Linked DNA regions of Bombyx mori: region 1 is linked to region 2. A link is a contact called in public Hi-C data. All regions are on one chromosome and are shown on one strand. The core of a region is the stretch at or near the end of the contact, and the rest is flanking DNA. Distances in the headings are between cores, read along the strand shown.

Region 1 (3,143 bases), core at 446-2,945, 47 kb after region 2:
GTAGGCAAAGAAGACCTATTTAATACATTTTTATTAGAAGATTCACAAAAATTTCGGAGTCGGGAACTGGTTATCCTTACACCAAGCACAATTTAGAGTTAAGAGTCATTAGAGTAGGTATATTATTATGTACTAGACGTTTATCGTACGTATCTCGAAAACCTCTTGTTAAGTGTCTAGCTATTTTTCCTACGTAATTTTCAGATGTGATTAAAGTTTTGTCCGAATCTCGCCTGTGGTCTTGAGTTTCAATAAAATCTGAACTTCAACATTTTATTACACAGTCATTACGCGTTTATTACAAAGGATGTAAAAGTTTAGTTTAGAAGTCGAAGCATTTCTTTCTACTAAGTTAAAAGTGTTTTGTTTAAAAATAGGTTAAGGATTAGAATGTATGGTTCGTCAGTCAAATTTTACGGGTTTGCCCGAGATTTGTATCCAATTCTTTATTTACATAAATTTTTCGAAAAGCCAGTGAAATTTCCTTATTTAATTTCCACTATTAATATTAGCTTTCGTTGGTTATTTATTAAGCGGAAACGTTATCAGATGTCTTGAGAATTAGCGTTTGTATAATTTGATAGTTACTTATCTACTTGTGTCGATAATCATGATTTGTACTTAGTGTGAGACACACGTGATCCAGTCATTACGTCACTGGCTTTGGGGCTGATTCAATTACATTGCGTGCACAGAGAGAATCGGTTAACCAGAGAAATGCAATTTTGTTGGAAAGTAAACATAATCGTAAACTTTTGATTTATTGGCTTTATCTTTTCGTCACTCGCCAGCGACGACCAGATGATTAACGGCGCAGTGAAATTATTGCGAAATGATAAATCGACATGAACGTTCCGAGTTGCCGGTTAAGAATTCCTAAACAGATGTCTAAAAATAGCGTATAGCATCGTTGAGTACAGATAAAAAGCTACTTTGCAGCATTACGCGTTGTCTGAAGGTGCGGTCGGGTCCGGAGTGACTGCGGCCGAGCCATTACAACCCGCCCCGAGACGAGACCACTCGACTCAGGTAGCGCCGGGATAAAAAAACATACTTAAAATGGAACGGACGCGGTTTCACCTAGATACCGCGATCGCGATCGGCCCACTGAACGATTCCATCGATTACGATACCGAGAAAACGAAAAACATATATTACAAAGAAAACCTCATATCGTCATCGTGTTGTGATTGTGATTCAGTTGACGTCGCGTATCTTCGTTTCGTTGAGCCTGACTAGTTTTAATCACCCATTCACATCACACGTTCGATAATAATACAAACGGACCCTAACGTTCTATGAATGAGCTTATAACATGTAAATTCGTCGCTCACAAATCGCGACACGGGCCGGAGCGTAGGCGTCGGGACTTGAATGAAAATAAACATATACGGCGGAGGCGCTTACCTCTCGATTTTAATTATTTTATCCAGATTAGCGATATGTACGGGGCACTCGGTGAAACGATTATCGAAGCGAGATCACACTGAACTGGCGAGCATAACACTGTGATGGGACGCGGCGCGATATAGCAGCTGACAGCAGTACAAGCCGGCGGCCGGTTGGTCGAGTACTGTGCTCAGAGTGCGGCGCACACCAGCGCGGGCCCGTAGGTGCGCCCGCGTCGAACGCACACACGCGCGTCTCCATTCAAACACCGTCGCGGCGCCGCGGTGGTGGGGCGGACTTATGAATGGACGTAGTGGAGCCATGTCGTACAGATACCGCTGATAAGGCGCTGTGCAAGCATTACCGGCGATACGGACCCACCGGTATCGAAGTACTTGTTGTGCTTAATAAAAACATCATCGGCGCACATCGTGCGTGTTGCGCCAGCGTTATTAGAAATGGTTTTAATAGTTCGCATTTCGAAAGCAACCCAGATAAAACAACGTTTTATTTTTATATTATAATAATCTGTATAGTTCATTGTGCTATCGCTTCGTTAATTGGGTAACTGGTAATTGGGAAAACATCCAAATGAGAAATAAAAATCGGTAACATTCAACAATAATTCTATTACTTATTAGTAGAATAAATATTTGCTTATAATATTTTTTTTTATAATACTAATATTATATTGTTTACATAACATGAAGAGAAACTTAAGGAAAAGCTTAAGACAGTCCCTTGAGGAAGGTGGATAGCTTGTGACTCTTGTAATCCGCTCGGAGCTGTATGAAGCTCAACAGAATCGAATGATCAAACTCCGCCTGTAAGAAAAATTCAATGTTAACACACCAATTTTATTACACCGGAATCGGCTCTATGCAACATCGTTTTATTTTATTTATTTAATTTACTTCAGATTTTACATCCATATTACACGTCTTCATTACATTGCATTAACATTTCATTTATACTAAAATTAAATAAAAATAATAATTAATCTCGGACTAAAACAAAAACAATAATAATAATAATAAAAACAAAAAAACAAATAATAATAATAATAATAATAATAAAACAAAAAAACGTTTTATGTGACGTCATTTGAGGCCAAATATACGTGTATCAATAAACAAACGATCAAGATTGTACACTAATCTACAATGGATAGGCTTGTTGACGTCGAGGGCGGATAAAAAGGTTGGATTAAACTTTATATAGGGACTTCAAATTAGAATTTGTTTATGAATTATTGGTTTAATTTTATTAACATCCCTTAGAATTAATTTATTAAATTATACAAAAAACTATAAACTGAGATCAAAATTAAACATGAATTTAGATCACGATACGGATTACAATACGGAAAAATAATATCAAATCAGAGAAATTACTTATGAGTAATATAAATGTAACATTAAAAATACACATTAATTTAAAATTTCTATTTTTTCGTCTGTAATTACATTTTGATCAAATTACAGCATCCATTATGATCATTGTTGTTAAATCAAAGCGACATATCATTTTACTTATTCCGTATTTGGAGTACCTACGTAGAGAGTAACAATGAAATTACAATTGCAAAGTCAATCGGTGAGATGACTGTTTTTGTTTGTTACAACCAAACAGTTTAGGTAGTACTTATGTATAGTCTATTTATTGTACGTGTTTTAAATAAATTATTTAAATCTGCTGTTAAAATTTTGAGATGCAGGCGATTAAAGTTTTTTTTAAATCGAGATAGAATGCTG
Region 2 (3,484 bases), core at 24-2,523:
CATTTAAATGCGTATGAGTCGAGAACTACGTGACACGAATGATATATAAAATGTTCTGATAGTAATAATCTTATAGGTAAAATTAATAAAGGTACTTTTATACCTGCTGTTAGCGTACTCTGACCCTGAATATAATGTAATACGAGTACGTTACCCGGGAAACTGATTACGTATTTGCTGTTTGTTTTTAAAACTGGCAACAGAGAAAAGAACATTATCGATAAGCATTTTTAATCTACAATTTCTATTTTTGAAAACAAAAAAAAAGATAGTATTTGAAAAATGATTATCTATGCTTGTCAATACGTTTCATAGAGGCGAACTGCTTTCAAAGATAAAAGGAGGTTGTGCTGGTAAATTGTTGATTTCAGTTCAGACGATGACAAATAGTTTTATGTAAAAAAAAAGAAATAAGTAAATATGACTTTAATTACACTAATTATGTTCTTGTTTTGCGTAACTGAAAAATACTACCGAAGTATTAAATGAAAACACTGATAAATAAAAAAAAATGACAGAACATTTGTTTTTCCTTTCTCCTTTGTGTATCAACTGATTTTTGAGTTTTTTGCGTGCGATCTTACGTAGCAGACTTAGGTTTGGCTAGCAAATGAAGAAATTTGAAATTTTTTTTCTCCCACTTTACAAGGAAAACAAACCAGATCAGAAAATATGAGAAAACGAATTTATTTCTTTAGGCATCAGTGATTTTGATCGGATTTCGAACACAGCACGATAAATTAGCCAAAATTATAAGTATTTATACTTCGTAAATTAACATTGTTTCTCTTTTATGTGGTTGTTAAGAGCAGTTATTCGATTTCTCCGTATGTACATAATTAATGATTCTTAACACTGCTAAAGTTTTCTTTCGGTGATATACCTAATTACTGTTAACACTACACATGTTTTTTTGTCAGTAATTTACTTTGGCACATAATTTTAGCACTGGGAACGCCTACGAAATGAGTTAATTATTTTTAAACGTTTGCACGTCTTACAGTCGATGAGAAACTCCGAAATAATTAGCTGAAAAACAAATGAAAACTGGATAATATAATATTTACTGATAAAAAAGAAACTGTTATAAAGCTCTACGATCTTTGTTCAATTATTATAATTAGCAATTTGATAGGAATCTCATGAAATAAATAAATCAACATGTCGGGCGGTTGGTCTGCCCGCGGTACCAGGCTAGCATACTCCAGCGGAGCTTTCGCCGAAGCCATTCACGAGCTAACTATGAATGGAGTGCGGATGTGTGCGTGACCGTATTGTCTTCACGGACTGACTATCCGCGCGTGTGTGCCGACACGTGTTTATCCGACCGACCGCGGCGTGGTGGGCATTCATGAGAATTTTCTTAAGTCAACATTTTAGCTGACTAACAGAAATAGTATACGGCTTTGTACTTGCAAAGTTGCGAACTGAAACTTTAGCGTTTATTTAAATTAAGCGCCTTGAAGTCTTGCCGTAAGATGTCAACGAACCTTACGTTTTGGAATTCAAACACGAACGTCTTGTGGGTTTGTTTTGACATTAGCTGTGTTTTAATGATTAGTCAATGTACGGAAACCAGGCATAGTACCTAGTCCTATTTAAAATTGTTCAGACATCCGACTTCGGTCACAAGAAGGAACTATAAGTATAGACATAATTTGTCGTTTTCAAACTAATAACTCTGTTCATATGTCGTACTGTTGACACTGCATCAGCGTAGGTGGCGGAGAAATAAATTGATAGACGATTAATATCGGCTTTCCAAACTGATCATCTAGTTAAAAGTAAAAACGTAAGTAAAAACTATCGAATTAATTAAATAAATCAAATTTAGCCTTGAACTTTATTCTAAACTTAAAACAAAAGCTATTAATGGCCCATGTGATGCAACTTTTCACTTGTTAAAACTCTCCCTGAAAAACATTTGTGTTATCATTTACAAATTTAAAATAATGTCACTATGCCCAATGAAAAATTACTTTAAATTTATTGTCACAACTGATTAAAGCTAAACCATATGACAAGCAAGTATTCCAGCTTCCAGATGTGTTCAGTAAAAATAAAAAACTATTAAGCAAAATATCACTTTACCTCTCGTGGTATAAAGACGATATTTGAATAAAGTTTAAAAACCAGGTGACACATGAGACTGTTTCGACTTGATTGAGCATAAAAAGTGCTCAACACGCCAATGTATAAAGTTACTCACAATGTCAGTGAATACAGACTCATAAATTTCATATTAATGTGTCATAAAAACGCACATTATATTGTATCTAAAAGTTGTTAAAACTTAATAGTGATTTTGTGAAAATTATATTATGACTAGCCATACTCGCCCGCTTCGCTGCGCATTTATAATTTACATTATTATTTATTGTCATTATTATTAGGGAGTCCAACACTCATATAAATATATGCTATCCATTAAATACATGTATTTTCTACATGGATACCAGGTTTCAAGTCAATCGGATGCATGGTTCAGTAGTTATAACGGAACATCCGTAAAAACCACTGCAGATTTATATATTAGTATAGATTATCGACAAAATGTACATCGATAACATACAGTAAAAGATTCCAAATTTAGTTGTAAAAATACAAAAAAATATATATTGAACGTTATTTCGATAATTCCCATTATATTATTTAGCCATCTACATAATGAATTCATTGAGCCACTTAATTAGTTGAGTTCCGCTCGTTTTCATAACACTATCATTGTGACGAATACAAACCGCGGGATTATTCTGTTTAATTTTAATCCTTAGATGATCGCGATAAGAAACATAAAGTTATTAAAAAATATTCCTAGTTGGTTTATTAAAAGCTACAACATTGTAAACATAACATTTCATTAAACTAAGCACGCGCCCAGTCACGAACTTGTGAATGAAACTAAAACCTTCGTTTGTTTATGAAGTGTTAAATAATAGTATTCCGAGAAACTTGTAGTTACTTCGGCTGTTATGCCGGTGAAAATATACATTGGCGAAGTTTTGGCAACATCCTGTATAGCGATCAACAGCTACAGGGGAAGTGGACACCGCAACATCCTCTGCCGTGGATACGTGTCGAATTGTTGTGTGACTTTTGTTTATTATTATTCTTTTTATTTTTGATTTGTGTATGATGACTAACACCTACATTACGTTATTAAAATTCTTTTTCAGTGACAGGGTTGTGATATTAAAAAAATTAAGAAATCATAAATCGAAATTCGAATATATTTTATTCGATGAAGTTATTTAATTTAAAAACCCAGCCAGTGTTGCCATAGTAGTTCTCAACCTTTAAACAAGCATGTTAATGAAACCGTTTGCATTTTGCAATAAAATAAAATGAACTATAAACTAAACATGAGTCATGTAGCTGGCTCGCTCAGATAGCACTCAACAAATTGTCTGCATTGTTCTCGTTAGCACGAAAACTGATATGATAACGAGCTACTGACAATTTGTAATTTCATTATGTTATCGTT

What was found. Hi-C and Micro-C count contacts between places; a contact is called where the count stands out from the background.
Region 1: a Hi-C map of midgut shows a contact between it and region 2, with 1.9 times the contacts expected there. The contact joins the promoter of LOC101745606 here to the enhancer-like site in region 2. A contact is called at or near these places in 2 of 7 Hi-C or Micro-C datasets (midgut and whole pupa).

Annotation. Positions count from the first base shown.
Region 1 is chr25:6,357,092-6,360,234 of ASM3026992v2, forward strand. LOC101745606 (ETS-like protein pointed) reads right to left here and starts at 1,696. Exons shown (of 11, transcript XM_012688950.4): 1 at 1,408-1,696. LOC101745463 (exocyst complex component 5) reads right to left here. Exons shown (of 14, transcript XM_004924451.5): 14 at 1,999-2,213. The coding sequence ends at 2,118.
Region 2 is chr25:6,310,973-6,314,456 of ASM3026992v2, forward strand. The region is part of intron 3 of LOC101745606 (ETS-like protein pointed); the gene reads right to left. Among protein-coding and RNA genes, the nearest start is that of LOC101745754, 26 kb to the right of the region's middle. Within about 2 kb of position 1,274, at least 8 of the 8 cell types and tissues checked have open chromatin away from gene starts, as enhancers often do.